Linked DNA regions of Mus musculus: region 2 is linked to region 1. A link is a contact called in public Micro-C data. All regions are on one chromosome and are shown on one strand. The core of a region is the stretch at or near the end of the contact, and the rest is flanking DNA. Distances in the headings are between cores, read along the strand shown.

Region 1 (6,142 bases), core at 585-3,084:
CAGGGAACAAAGGGCACAATGAAGTTTGCCTTCTCTGCTGAGTGACAGGAGCCTCCTAGCCTAAGTGTTCTGTGTGCTTGCCACCTCCAGGCTCCGCCCCCAGCCCCCGCCCCCAGCTCGGTGAAGCCCTTTCCAAGGGTATCCATCTCTCCCTGGCCTATCCAGGATCACACTGCAGCCTTCCTTATTTACTGACCTTGTCTCCCTCCTTCCAAACGCTAAGATGCTATCTCTGGTGGTGGACTTCGCCACTTAGAGGGTTCAGGTTCAGATTTCTCAGCGACTTGCTTAGTACCAGCTGTGGAGCCAGGCAGAGGCAACCTGATTCATCTTCAGTGCCCTTCCATAAGGTCTGGCTTATGGCCACTTTTACAGATGGGTATTCTGAGTGACTTCATGTCTAAAGAGTCGTGGGGATGGAATTGGAGTAGAAATTGTATGACCCTGGAGCCTAGCTCTGTTAACATTTTTTTTAAATAAGAAATTATATCATTTCCCCCCTTCAACCCTTCCCTCTTGTTCTAAAATTAATGTCCTCTTTTTTCTTTAATTGTTCACACACACACACACACACACACACACACACAGAGAGAGAGAGAGAGAGAGAGAAGGGGGGTATGCCCCATCATGCCCAGGTTATTCAATGCTGGGGACTAAATCCAGGGTTTCATGCGTGTTAAAGTAATTACCAAATGAGCTATGCCCCCAGCTTGCCCGCCCAATCTTAATGACCTGGAGTCACCTCCTTCTTTAGGCATGAGACTCTGGTCCTCAGATGCCCCGGCCTGACCCCAATCTTCTCCACCTTCTCTTCTATGGGACACTCCGCTTTTACACATTATCAAAGCAGACATTTCGCCTTCTGTTCCTTCCTGCCTGTGTCGTACCAGAGTAAAAGAGCACAGCCATGGCAGCCAGCTTGGGACAAGGCCATGCAAGAGTAGACACTGCCTTCCCCTTTCACGATGGGTTCCTGCCACGGGGCTCCAGAAGGAGAGCCAGGAGTCATCAAGCAGAAAGAACCAAGGCCCAGTGCTCATCAGAGTTGTGCACTGTAACTACCGCTGTTTCCCTGATGAATGTCGTGGGTGGGAATGACGTCTCAGAGTGAGAAGTGTCACAAAGGCCTTTGCTCTGGGCTCTCTTGCACCAGTCAGTTTTAAACTTTTTCTTTTGGGTTTAGTTCGGTATGTCAACGGCAATAACAGCCAACAGCAGCTGCTCTATCATCCAGCAAACTGAAACCGTCTCTCATCTTTCTGCTGACACCCTGAGGATGCCATTGTGAGTCTAAGACGGGTGAAGCAGTGTGCTAGAGGTCATCCAGATGGTTCTCCACGCCTGGCAAGCCCTAGCTCCCAGGCTAGTGGGCACCCAAGGCCTTGATCTCTACTAGCTCTGCCACCAGGTGTTGGGCTGCTTGATCACAGGCGGCAGGTGGGTAGAGGGACTTAGGAACCCCAACCCCTTAGAGAGAGTACAGTGCTGGGTCTGCTGTGCATCTCTGCTCACATTGCTTGCCCTCTCTGTGTTATCATGGCATCAACTGTGTAATGGAGTGATAAGTCCCCTCTCTTGGGCCTGCCCTGACAAGGATGCACAGTGATGTTTGTGTACATGCTTTGAACCTACAGTATATTATTATCTATTCCTGGAACTGTAGGAGAACCAGAAACCATGGGGGGGGGATGCTGGGATGGGCCTGCTCTAGGTAGAGAGAGGCAAAGTGAACCTATTGCCTAGCCGAGCTCACATGACAGGAGACCTGCTAAGTAGGTCAGCTTGCGGCAGGAAGAGCTATTCTGGGATCTGCTTGTCAGCGCAGTGCAGGGGCTGCGAGCAAAGCCTGGCTATTTCAGGGCCGCCAGAGAACAATGCTCAACAACTTTCACTTGGATCCTGGCCCTGCCTTTGTGGCTTGGGCCTGAGAGGCCAGAAGGCCCTCATGAACTCAGGGCCAGGGCTCTTCGTGAGTACTCTAAGATAGAGGTGAAGACATAAGGAGCATCCCTGCATAGCTTTCCGTCTCCTAGGTACCACTGCCCAAGAACTGTGGGTAAGGACAGCAAGGTTCTGGGCTTGCATTTCCCACTGATGGGAGGTTGAATGACTTCCCTACAACCTAGCGACTGCTTGCATAGGCCTGGCTTCCTCTTGTAAATGTGTGTGTGTGTGTGTGTGTGTGTGTGTGTGTGTGTGTGTGTGTATGCGCGTGTGCACCATATGGTAGATATATAATGTGTGTGTGTATAGTATGTGTGTATAGTGTATATGTATGGTATATTGTGTATATGGTAGTTATGAGTGTGTGGATACATATGGTCTTTATGTATAGGGCATATAGATGGTATGTGTGTATGAAGTGTTATGTGGTATGTTGTGTATATGTGATATGTGGTATGTTGTGTATATGTAATATGTGAATGATATGTCATATGTATCCATACATAGTATGTTTATGTCTGGTGACATGTGTGTGATATACAGTATGGGTATATGATGTGATATGTATGTGATGTATGATATGTACACATATCAATATAATGTGTGTATTGTGTATGTTATGTAGTACCCTTTTGGGTGTGTGTGTAGGTGACTGTTTATGTGTGTGTGATGTGTATGTGTCATGTGACAGTGTTTGTGTCCTAGCAATGTTTTATTTACTTTTTTATTTTGAGACAAGGTCTCACTAATGTAACTGTGGTTGGCCTAGAATCCACTATGTAGATCAAGCTGACCTTGAGTTCATAGAGATCCACCGCCTCTCTAGGGCTGGGATTAAAAGTGTGCACTATCATACCCTAGCCGTGTTTCAGGATTCATGAGATATTAATAGTATCATGCACAGGTCTGGTCTAGGCAAGTGCTCACAGACGCCTGTACCCACTTGAGCTTCTAGGACCTTCCAGGCCATGACAGTAACTGTGAGGAGGACAGAAGCACTTGGTGTGCTGTAGTATAAAACAGCCGTGGTAGAGCAGGCTTCACTGGGATAGCTGGGTTTTAGCCTGGTACTCAGAAAACTGTCTCATCTGGGCAGGACGGGACACATCTGTGGCCTCCTCTCCCATACCATCCCCCCCACCCCCCACCACCACCCTCCGGCAGTGAGATTGGAGGCAGGAAACTGCTGAGAGTGAGGGGTATTCTCTGAACAAAAACAAAACAGAACAAAAATGAAGAGTCCCTTCAGGCACACAATGACCTTGAGGTCAGCCTGACCACAGGAGACTGGCTCAGCTCCTCCCTGTTCCTGCAGGCAGGTGGCCTCGGGTTGCTGTGTCTGCACAATGCTCCAGCGAGAAGTGAGACAATTAACACTACGCCTGATGGAGCTATTATTGTTACCTTATCTAATCCTAACAGCAACCCTGAGATGAAAAACAGTTAGGACCCATTTTACAGACAAGAAAATGAGAGCTCAGCAGGTGAAGAAATGTATTCATGGTCTCCTAGGTGAGAAAAAATTTTACTAAGATTTAAGTCCAGTTTGATGCTAAGATTGTTGTTTTAACCCCCACTCACTATGCCTGGTGTGTGTGTGTGTGTGTGTGTGTGTGTGTGTGTGTGTGCGCGCGCGCGCGCGCGTGCGTGCGTGTGGGGGGGGGCACGTGTATGTGTGCTCAAGTGCAGATAGATGAGGAGTGTGGAGCACAGCGTGTTACACAGTTAGAGTGTAGCTGCTGCTTCTGCTGTACTGTTATTATCACACATATTGTCAGAAGTTAGCTGGAAATGGTAAAAGTTCAGCATGACTCATAAAAATAGAGAGTTTTCTAAGCTATTAGACAAATGCAACAATGTCATTCCCAAGTGAACTGTCGGAAAGAGGGGGCTAGCACCTGCAATCAGTTGCTGATAGAATTCCCTGAAATTATGAAACCTGGTGAAATGTACATATCAAGCCATAAGGCAGTGGTTATATAAATTATGGTTCATGTCTTTGCTGGAAAATTACACACCCACTTAGAAAAACGACAATATGACTGAACATGGAAAATGTTTATTATATAATTACTATTACAGAAAAGATGCTGGATATAAAATTCTAATTTTGTTCTAATTACACCTCCATTAAAAATATCTTCTGCATGTCACAAAGAGCTGAGAGGGAATATGTAGACATTTGGTGTGTTAAATGTTGGAATTGAAGGTTTCTCCTTTTGTAATTGATTCAATAATTCAACCATAATTTATTGAGAACTTACTAAGTGTCAGCCATCAAGTTAGGGATAATTATTAGTGTGGGTTATATTGGGCTGCAGGAAAAGAAGGTTTTATTGCTCCCTGAAAGCAGCTCCAAGCTGATGTGATGTTTTTAGGGTACCAAGGCCCTCTGCTCTCTACTGGATACCTCTGGTGTGCGACACCCACATTCTTGATGGGCAGGGCATGCCCCTTCCTGGGAAAAGTCTAAGGGAAGGTTGTGTGTATGGTGCCACCTGTATACCAATACCCCAGTCACAACTTGGTTATGTAGTCACCCCTGCTGCAAGGTAGATCAGGACACTCCATTTCTCTAGCCATGCATAAGAATAGGGCTTTGTTGATCTAGGAGAGAGAGGACAGCAATGGGGTACCACAGTGATTGTTGTGTGACTTCCTGGGAGAGAAGTGAACAAAGGTCTGCTCACCTGGAAAGAACACTGATACAAAGAAGCCCTTTCACTCAAGTCCGATTACTGAAGCGATGAGTTCATTGGGGTTTGTATGGGAGCTGGAGTGAGGACTTACTTATAGAAGCATGGCCAACTGGAGCCCACCCCAGCACGGTGCAGCTCACACAGGCTGTATCTCTAGAGCTCCCTGCCTGACACACAGCTCCACCAAAGACAGCCTCTTCCTGCCACTCAGCAGCCGCCTAGTACTTAGGTAGCCACCATGCACATAGAGCTGCAATGCCTAGTGCACGCGCATAAAGCCTCAGTGCCTAGTGCATAGAGCTGGCAACACCTTGAGTTTCCTTTGCCTGATAAGTTTCATGAATTTTTTACAAAATTATTATAGCTAGGCAGTGATGGTGCATGCCATTAATCCCAGCACTTGGGAGGCAGTGGCAGGCAGATCTTTGTGAGTTCGAGGCCAGCCTGGTTTAAAGAGCGAGTTCTTGGACAGCCAGAGTTATTACACAGAGAAACTCTGTCTCAAAAATAAAAATTATTTTGGTGTGTGTGTTTGTACATGCATGTTCATGTGTGTGTGTGTGTGTGTGTGCGTGTGTGTGCACGCATGTGCGCACATGCATGTGAGTGTGGATGTGAGTGTTTACTACAGGCATGTGAGTAGCTTAGTTTGGAAATCAGACAATAATTTTGGGAGTGGACATCAGTTCCACTGTGGGCTCCAGGTCATTAGCTTTATGTGATCTAACCCACTAAGCCCAGGTTAGCTCGATTATGATGCTCCCTCTTACTCCAAGAGAGAGTATATCAGTTTGGAGCTATACAACACAAGAGCCCAGCATGGAGGAGAGACTTTGTACTTCAAGGAGTAACTGTGGACCACCTCTGGAGTGCTGTGCTGGGGTTGTGGGATCCCAGGGGATGGGGTGATGAACTCTGCCTGAAGGGTCTAGCCTTACCACCTTTGGGGAGGTTCCGCCTCTAAGGAGGGTTACCATGATGGAGCCCCTCCTACCCTGCTCCTACCAGGTGGCACCAAGCTCTTTATAGGGCCTCATGTGGGCAGGGGTGAGGGGTCCTCTTGACCCAAGCTGGGACTGGCCAGTGCTTCTAGGAGCTGAACAGAGTGGCAGCTTTTAGAGCCATGTTCTGACTGGCCATACTGACTGTCAATCCGATTCCCCACCTTCTGTCTACCTGTTGTGCTCTAAGGAATCCATAGCTAGCATTCCACTCCCCACCATCTATTTTTGGCTTGAGGTAGCTAGAGAGACCAAAATAAACTGAGCTAATTCAGGGGTCGAGGTACGTTAACAAGGGCCATAGCTTTGATTTTCCCAGTGTGATGAGCTGAGAAGTCAGGAGGGTTTGAAGGAGGACAAGGCAGGGTTTCCAGGCAGGGAGTCAGCAGTGTATAGATCTGGAAATCTTTTATTTCTGTGAGTGGTTTATTGATTGTACAACAAAAATGACCACCAAGAGGAGAAAATACTTAACAAGGCATTAGAGGAAGGGAGCTA
Region 2 (5,904 bases), core at 2,094-4,593, 70 kb before region 1:
TCTCTAGAACCCCGAGTTCCATCTATTATACAAACCTCCTTCCTTTATAAGGTACCCAGTGCCAAGTATTTTGTTACAGCAACAGAATGTGTGGAGATAACCAAAGATGGTTTTACCTGTCAACTGTTTCATGTACCCTCCTGGCCCACAGGTTGGTTGGTTTATCTGGCCCCACACAGATCTAATTCTCTCATAGGTTAGGGCAGGTTTTGTTCTGTTTAGTTTTCATAGCCAGAGCAGAAAAGCAGACAACTCTCTAGGTCCAGGCTCAGCAGCTGAACCAAGCAGCCCAGGGTTGCAGCGTGTTAGGGTTCAGCTCACGCCATTGGCACTCTGAAAATGTTGCAGAGCAAATGAAAACCATACTGCATGCTTCTTATCTTAGATGACGTCATGTTCTTTTGACAGGCCCCAAGTTAAACTAGCTTCTTTGTTTCCCCCTGAGACGCTGCAGAGCAACCTTGCCTTGCCTTGCCACCCACCTCCTATGGACACTGGGACTGTGATGGCTGCCACGTGGGCGCATCAGTCTCCATAGCAGATACCACAGACCTGGCAGCTGGCATTGTACCTTTGTTTCCCCATGGTTCAGGAAGGTAGGAATCCAAAATCCAGGGATACGCAAAGTTAGCTTCGTTCTTAAGCTTTCTTTCTGAGCTTGCAGTATGCCTTAGTTAGGGTTTCCACCGTTGTGAAGAGACACCATGACCACAGCAGCTCTCATAAAAGCTCTCATTTAACTGGGGCTGGTTTACAGTTTCAGAGGTTTAGTCCATTATGGTCATAGCGAGAAGCATGGCAGCATGGGGCTGCGAGTTCTCCATCTTTATCCGCAGGCAGGCAGGCAGCAGCAGGAGATTGTGAGCCACTCTGTATGTAGCTTGAGCATATATGACCTCAAAGCCCACCCTTACAATGACACACTTCCTCCAACAAGGCCACTCCTCCTAATAGTGCCACTTCCTATGGGCCAAGCACTCAAGCACATAAGTCTATGGGGGGGCTATTCCTATTCAAACCACCATCATTTCCACAAGATCCCTGCATTCTTGAGTGTCTGGTGCTTCTGGTCTCCCCTTCTTTTTTTTTTTTTTTTTAAGGTTTTATTTATTTATTTATTATATGTAAGTACACTGTAGCTGTCTTCAGACACTCCAGAAGAGGGCGTCAGATCTTGTTACAGATGGTTGTGAGCCACCATGTGGTTGCTGGGATTTGAACTCTGGACCTTCCAAAGAGCAGTCGGGTGCTCTTACCCACTGAGCCATCTCACCAGCCCATCCCCTTCTTTTAAGGTCACTATTGATGTTGCCCTTGAGCCTATACCAACCCCACCAGGCCTCAGTGACCTCCGTCAAGCCCTGCTCCAAATACAGCTGCATTTTCAGGTTTGAGGGACTAGAGCTTAAGCATGTGAGTTTTGAGGATCTATCCTATCACACGCGGGGCAGCATTTGATCCACCTCCCCACCCCTCCCCCATCCTGCTTTCTAGAAATGTTCAGGGGCTCAGAATTGCTTTGGAGCCTATTCTTCTGGACAGAGGTAGACACCTGAACACATCATAAAACCAATCATTTAAAAACCTTATTTGGTGGCTGGAGTTGCTCTTCCAGACCAACTCAGCACCCACATCAGGTGGCTCATAACCATCTGTAACTCTAGCTTCTGGCCTCCCTTAGCATTAGTGTTGTGATCATAAAAAGAGAAAGAGCTATAAGAATATGTTCTGGGGCTGGTGAGGTGGCTCAGTGGGTAAGAGCACCCGACTGCTCTTCCGAAGGTCCAGAGTTCAAATCCCAGCAACCACATGGTGGCTCACAACCATCCGTAACAAGATCTGACTCCCTCTTCTGGTGTGTCTGAAGACAGCTACAGTGTACTTACATATAATAATAAATAAATCTAAAAAAAAAAAAAAAAAAGAATATGTTCTGGCAGGGTGTGGGGGAAGGAGGTGCCTAAGAGGGCCCATGCCAAGGTATCTCTTCCCCCTGAGGAACCACACACACACACACACACACACACACACACACACATACTGGTATAGTATAGAATAGAGTTTATTTAGGGCATGGGGAGGGGAGTTAAGAGAGTAGTAGAGGCAGAGAAAGGCAGAGAGAAGAAGAGAGTGGAGAAGAAGAGGCCGGCCATGATCGTGCAGGGGGGTGGGGGTGGGGTGGGGATGGGGAGAGAGGGGGAGCCAGAGGGCAAGAGGCAAGGAAGAGAAGCAGGAGTAAGAGAGAGAGGAGCGGGCAAGCAGCCCCTTTTATAGTGCTAGGCCTACCTGGCCGTTGCCAGGTAACCATGGGGGTGGAGTCCAGACAGAATACCAACAATGTGTACTCATACACACATACCCTGTGAAGGCACACACACACACACACACACACACACACACACTCACCTATGTACAACGAAATAACAAAACGTATTAGGCTGCAGTGGCACTTTAGTCCCAGCATTTGAGGAACAGAGCAGGTGGATCTCTGTTCCAGGTCAGCCAGGTCATAGCAAGCTCCAAGCCAGCTGAGGCTGCACTGTCCCAAATAATAAAAGTAAATCTTTAAAACCTTATTTGGTTAGACACAGAACCTTTGTTATAATATTATGTGTTTGGAACACTCCCCCCCCCCCCCGACACACACTCCCATTAATGTGAAGGTGACCTCAGTCCTAACCATGCCATAGGCATGGAATATGTGCCCAGCATCTTATGGCTACCCAAATAAACCAGGTCTGTCTTCATGACGCAATGTTTACCTAGAAATTAGAGTAATTTGTAGCCTACAAAACCTGAAAGTCTGTTTATGTGAAATCTTGCTTCTTGCCTAAACCATGCCATGGCTCCCCTCGTGGGGCAGACACTTGACGATCTGTCCGTCTCACGGTAGGTCTCATGGGAGGTTCATGGAACAATATGCTGAGATGTTTCATCCAATGGAAGACAGGGGGAAGGCAGGACTGGCAGGCAGAGAAGCTAACCTCCTGTGGTGTCTGCGACATGGAGTTGGTTTGTTTTGCAGTGTTATCAGAGACCTGACTAGCATCTAGTGAGACAGGGGTGTGTGTGTGTGTGTGTTCATATTGCACCTAACAAAAGATCTCCTCAAACCCTCTCTATTTGCCTTTGGTTTTGTCCCAAAGTCTCTAATCATTAGATACACCCTTTCTTTCACACTTCCCTCCAAAACCTAAAAAAAAAAAAAAAAAAGAGTTCGAAGACATTGAGGATTTCCTGGAAGATTGAAGTTTTCTGGGAGGAGATACCCAAGGCTCGAGTCTAGCCTTATCTGCCTGCTCAGAACGCAGAGAAATCTGCCTCATCTCTAGTGTGGTTTGAATAAAAATGGCCCTCATGGGCCCCACTGGAAGGGGTGCTATTAGGAGGTGTGGCCTTGTTGGAGTAGGTGTGGCTTTGCTGGAGGCAAATGGGGGATGGGCTTTGAGATCTCAGAGGATCAAGCTAAGCTCAGTGGCTCAGTTCTCTTCGTGCTGCCTGCTGATCCATCCCACTGTAGAATTCTCAGCTCCTTCTCAGCACCATGCCTGGCTGCACGCTGCCATTCTTGTCGCCATGACTAAACCTCTGAACTGTAAGCCAGCCCCAATTACATACTGTTTTTATGAGAGTTGCCATGGTGTCTCTTCACAGCGATAGAAACCCGATGACACCTCTCTTTCATGGTCTGAGACTCCCTCGGCTCCTCTCCTGGTACTAGGACCTCTCTGCTTTCTCAGGTGTGATGTTAGCGAGATGGAGGACAAGAAACATCTATTTTGTTTTAAAGTTGTTGTAACATTTGTCCATCATGTGTGTTGGGGGCAGACACGTGGAAGTCAGCAGATAATTTGCAGGTGGTTCTCTCTTTTCATCAGGTGTGGAGATCCAGTTCATGTCGTTAGGCTTGGTGGCAAGTGATCTTACCTGATGAGGTGTATCGTGTGTGTGTGTGTGTGTGTGTGTGTGTGTGTGTGTGTGTGTGTGTGTGATGCATGCGTGTGCAGAAGTTGAAGTGGTATTGGGCATCCTGTTCTATCACTGTACCTTTTTTTTTTTTTTTTTTGGAGACAATTTGTCTTACTGATCTTGGAGTTTGAATGGTGGCGGGCTAGCAAACCCCAGCAGTTGTCCTAGATTCGCCCTCCACAGTGCTGGCGTCACAGATGCGCCCAGCCTCCCAAGCTTTCTCTATGGACGCTGGGATCTGAACTCAGGCCCCATACACTTGAGCTCACCCACAGAGCCATCTCTCCAGTCCCTGAAAGATGTATTTCATGTTTTCAATCGTCATCATCCTCTACAGGAGAACAGGCGCGCACACGTAGGTTGGCAGGGAGCAGAGCAAAGCTACACGGGAATGATTGTCTTCTACCCAAGAAACCTCCACTAGTCCCTGCTATGTGCACCCACAGCCACAAGGGGTCAGTAAAGACCTTGGTGTCGCAGCACCAGCCTGGTATTAGGAAACAAGCCGGGTTTGGGGGTCCTAGAGACCCTACCTGAAAGGTTCAGAGGGTACAGGGCTGTGTGCTCAGCCTTTCACTTTTATTCCAGTTGTTTGTTGCTCGCTGATACACATCAAGCACTGCTACAATCGCCACGGTCATGGTCATAGCAGCTCTTGTAAACTCATGAGTCCCTACTTCCCTAGATCAGGCAGTAGTATACTATTGTCTAGACAGAAATCAACAGCAGCAAAAAAGCTCAGATAACCCCAGAAGGTGGTAAGAAAACGAAACGGAAATGGGGTAGTCACAGAGTTAGGAGAACCCTGGGTGTGGCAATCGGGAAGGTCCAAGGGAAATAGCAAGGCCTCCAGGAGCCCTGGATCCAACAGCTCCGTTCTGCAGACGAGGAAATGGGGCTCCAAAAGCCAGTGTAGAGCCCGGAGAGGAAAGAGCCCAAGTGTCTTAACTTCCAGACCAGTCTCTGAATGGCTCTCCTTCCCTTTGCTCTTCAGCTTACCCTGTATCTTCTTGGGATGTGAGGGCGCTTTGAGAACGTGGGTCTTAACAGGACGGTATGTGTATCTCTGTGTGTAAAACTTTCAGAAGCCCTCAGAGCAAAAACTACACGAAAACCACACAGTAATGATAAAGGGATCCCACAGAGTTCTGATTTTGGTCTCGTGATTCAACTTCAAGGCCTCCTCATATATTATTACACATTAAATTCTTTCCCAAATTTCGGGTTTGGTGCCTTGCCTCTCTGAGGGTGTGGCCCTGGGAAAGTTATTTCTTCAGCTCCCTCATCTTAAAATCTGAACTCAACTTTCCTAACCCCGAAGCCACCTCCCTCTCCACACCTCGGGTCATTTGCGTGACTGGGCACTGGGCTGAACCCGCCTCCTGCTCCTGAACCCACCCTGCTTACACACACCAGCCCTGAGCCCATCCATACAAATGTTAAACCCAGTCATGCTTGTTTAGACACTCTCAGAGACGCGATGAGGTAGGTTCGGGTGTGATCATCCCGTTTGCCAAGCAGAAAGCAGGTTCCAGCAAGAGAGGACTCGCTCTAGGTCACACTGTGTGAGCGACAGAGTCAGGCTTCAAACAAACAAACAAACAAACAAATCCTTCATCTTTCCCTATTCAAAGTTCATATCTAAGATAATGGAAAACATCAAAGCTCCATTCCGCCCCCCACCCGGAAAATCCATATAGGTGGTCCAGCAAGCTTCACCTGGTAGGGTACTGCCACCTGCAGGGAAAAGCGTGGTATTGCACCCCACTTCAAGCAGGTGTCATCAAGCCAAACTCAGAGGTAACTCCGGCTGAATTTCTTTTTTCTCTTCTCTTCTCTTCTCTTCTCTTCTCTTCTCTTCTCTTCTCTTCTCTTCTCTTCTCTTCTCTTCTCTTCTCTTCTCTTCTCTTCTCTTCTCTTCTCTTCTCTTCTCTT

Evidence for each region. Hi-C and Micro-C count contacts between places; a contact is called where the count stands out from the background.
Region 2: a Micro-C map of the G1E-ER4 cell line shows a contact between it and region 1, with 2.8 times the contacts expected there. The contact joins two enhancer-like sites. A contact is called at or near these places in 14 of 484 Hi-C or Micro-C datasets (DN3 thymocytes, ECoMG myeloid progenitors, the G1E-ER4 cell line and 7 more) and 3 of 115 datasets of contacts at active chromatin or transcription factors (embryonic stem cells and fetal liver).

What each region holds. Positions count from the first base shown.
Region 1 is chr4:120,609,588-120,615,729 of GRCm38.p6, reverse strand. Gm8439 (predicted gene 8439) reads right to left here. Exons shown (of 3, transcript NM_001101603.1): 3 at 6,057-6,142. The coding sequence ends at 6,126. Among named protein-coding and RNA genes, the nearest start is that of Gm8439, 24 kb to the right of the region's middle. Within about 2 kb of position 1,834, at least 105 of the 459 cell types and tissues checked have an H3K27ac peak or open chromatin away from gene starts, as enhancers often do. A contact at or near this core is called in the G1E-ER4 cell line, where this site is marked.
Region 2 is chr4:120,680,925-120,686,828 of GRCm38.p6, reverse strand. No RefSeq gene overlaps it. Among named protein-coding and RNA genes, the nearest start is that of Cited4, 17 kb to the right of the region's middle. Within about 2 kb of position 3,343, at least 10 of the 459 cell types and tissues checked have an H3K27ac peak or open chromatin away from gene starts, as enhancers often do. A contact at or near this core is called in the G1E-ER4 cell line, where this site is marked.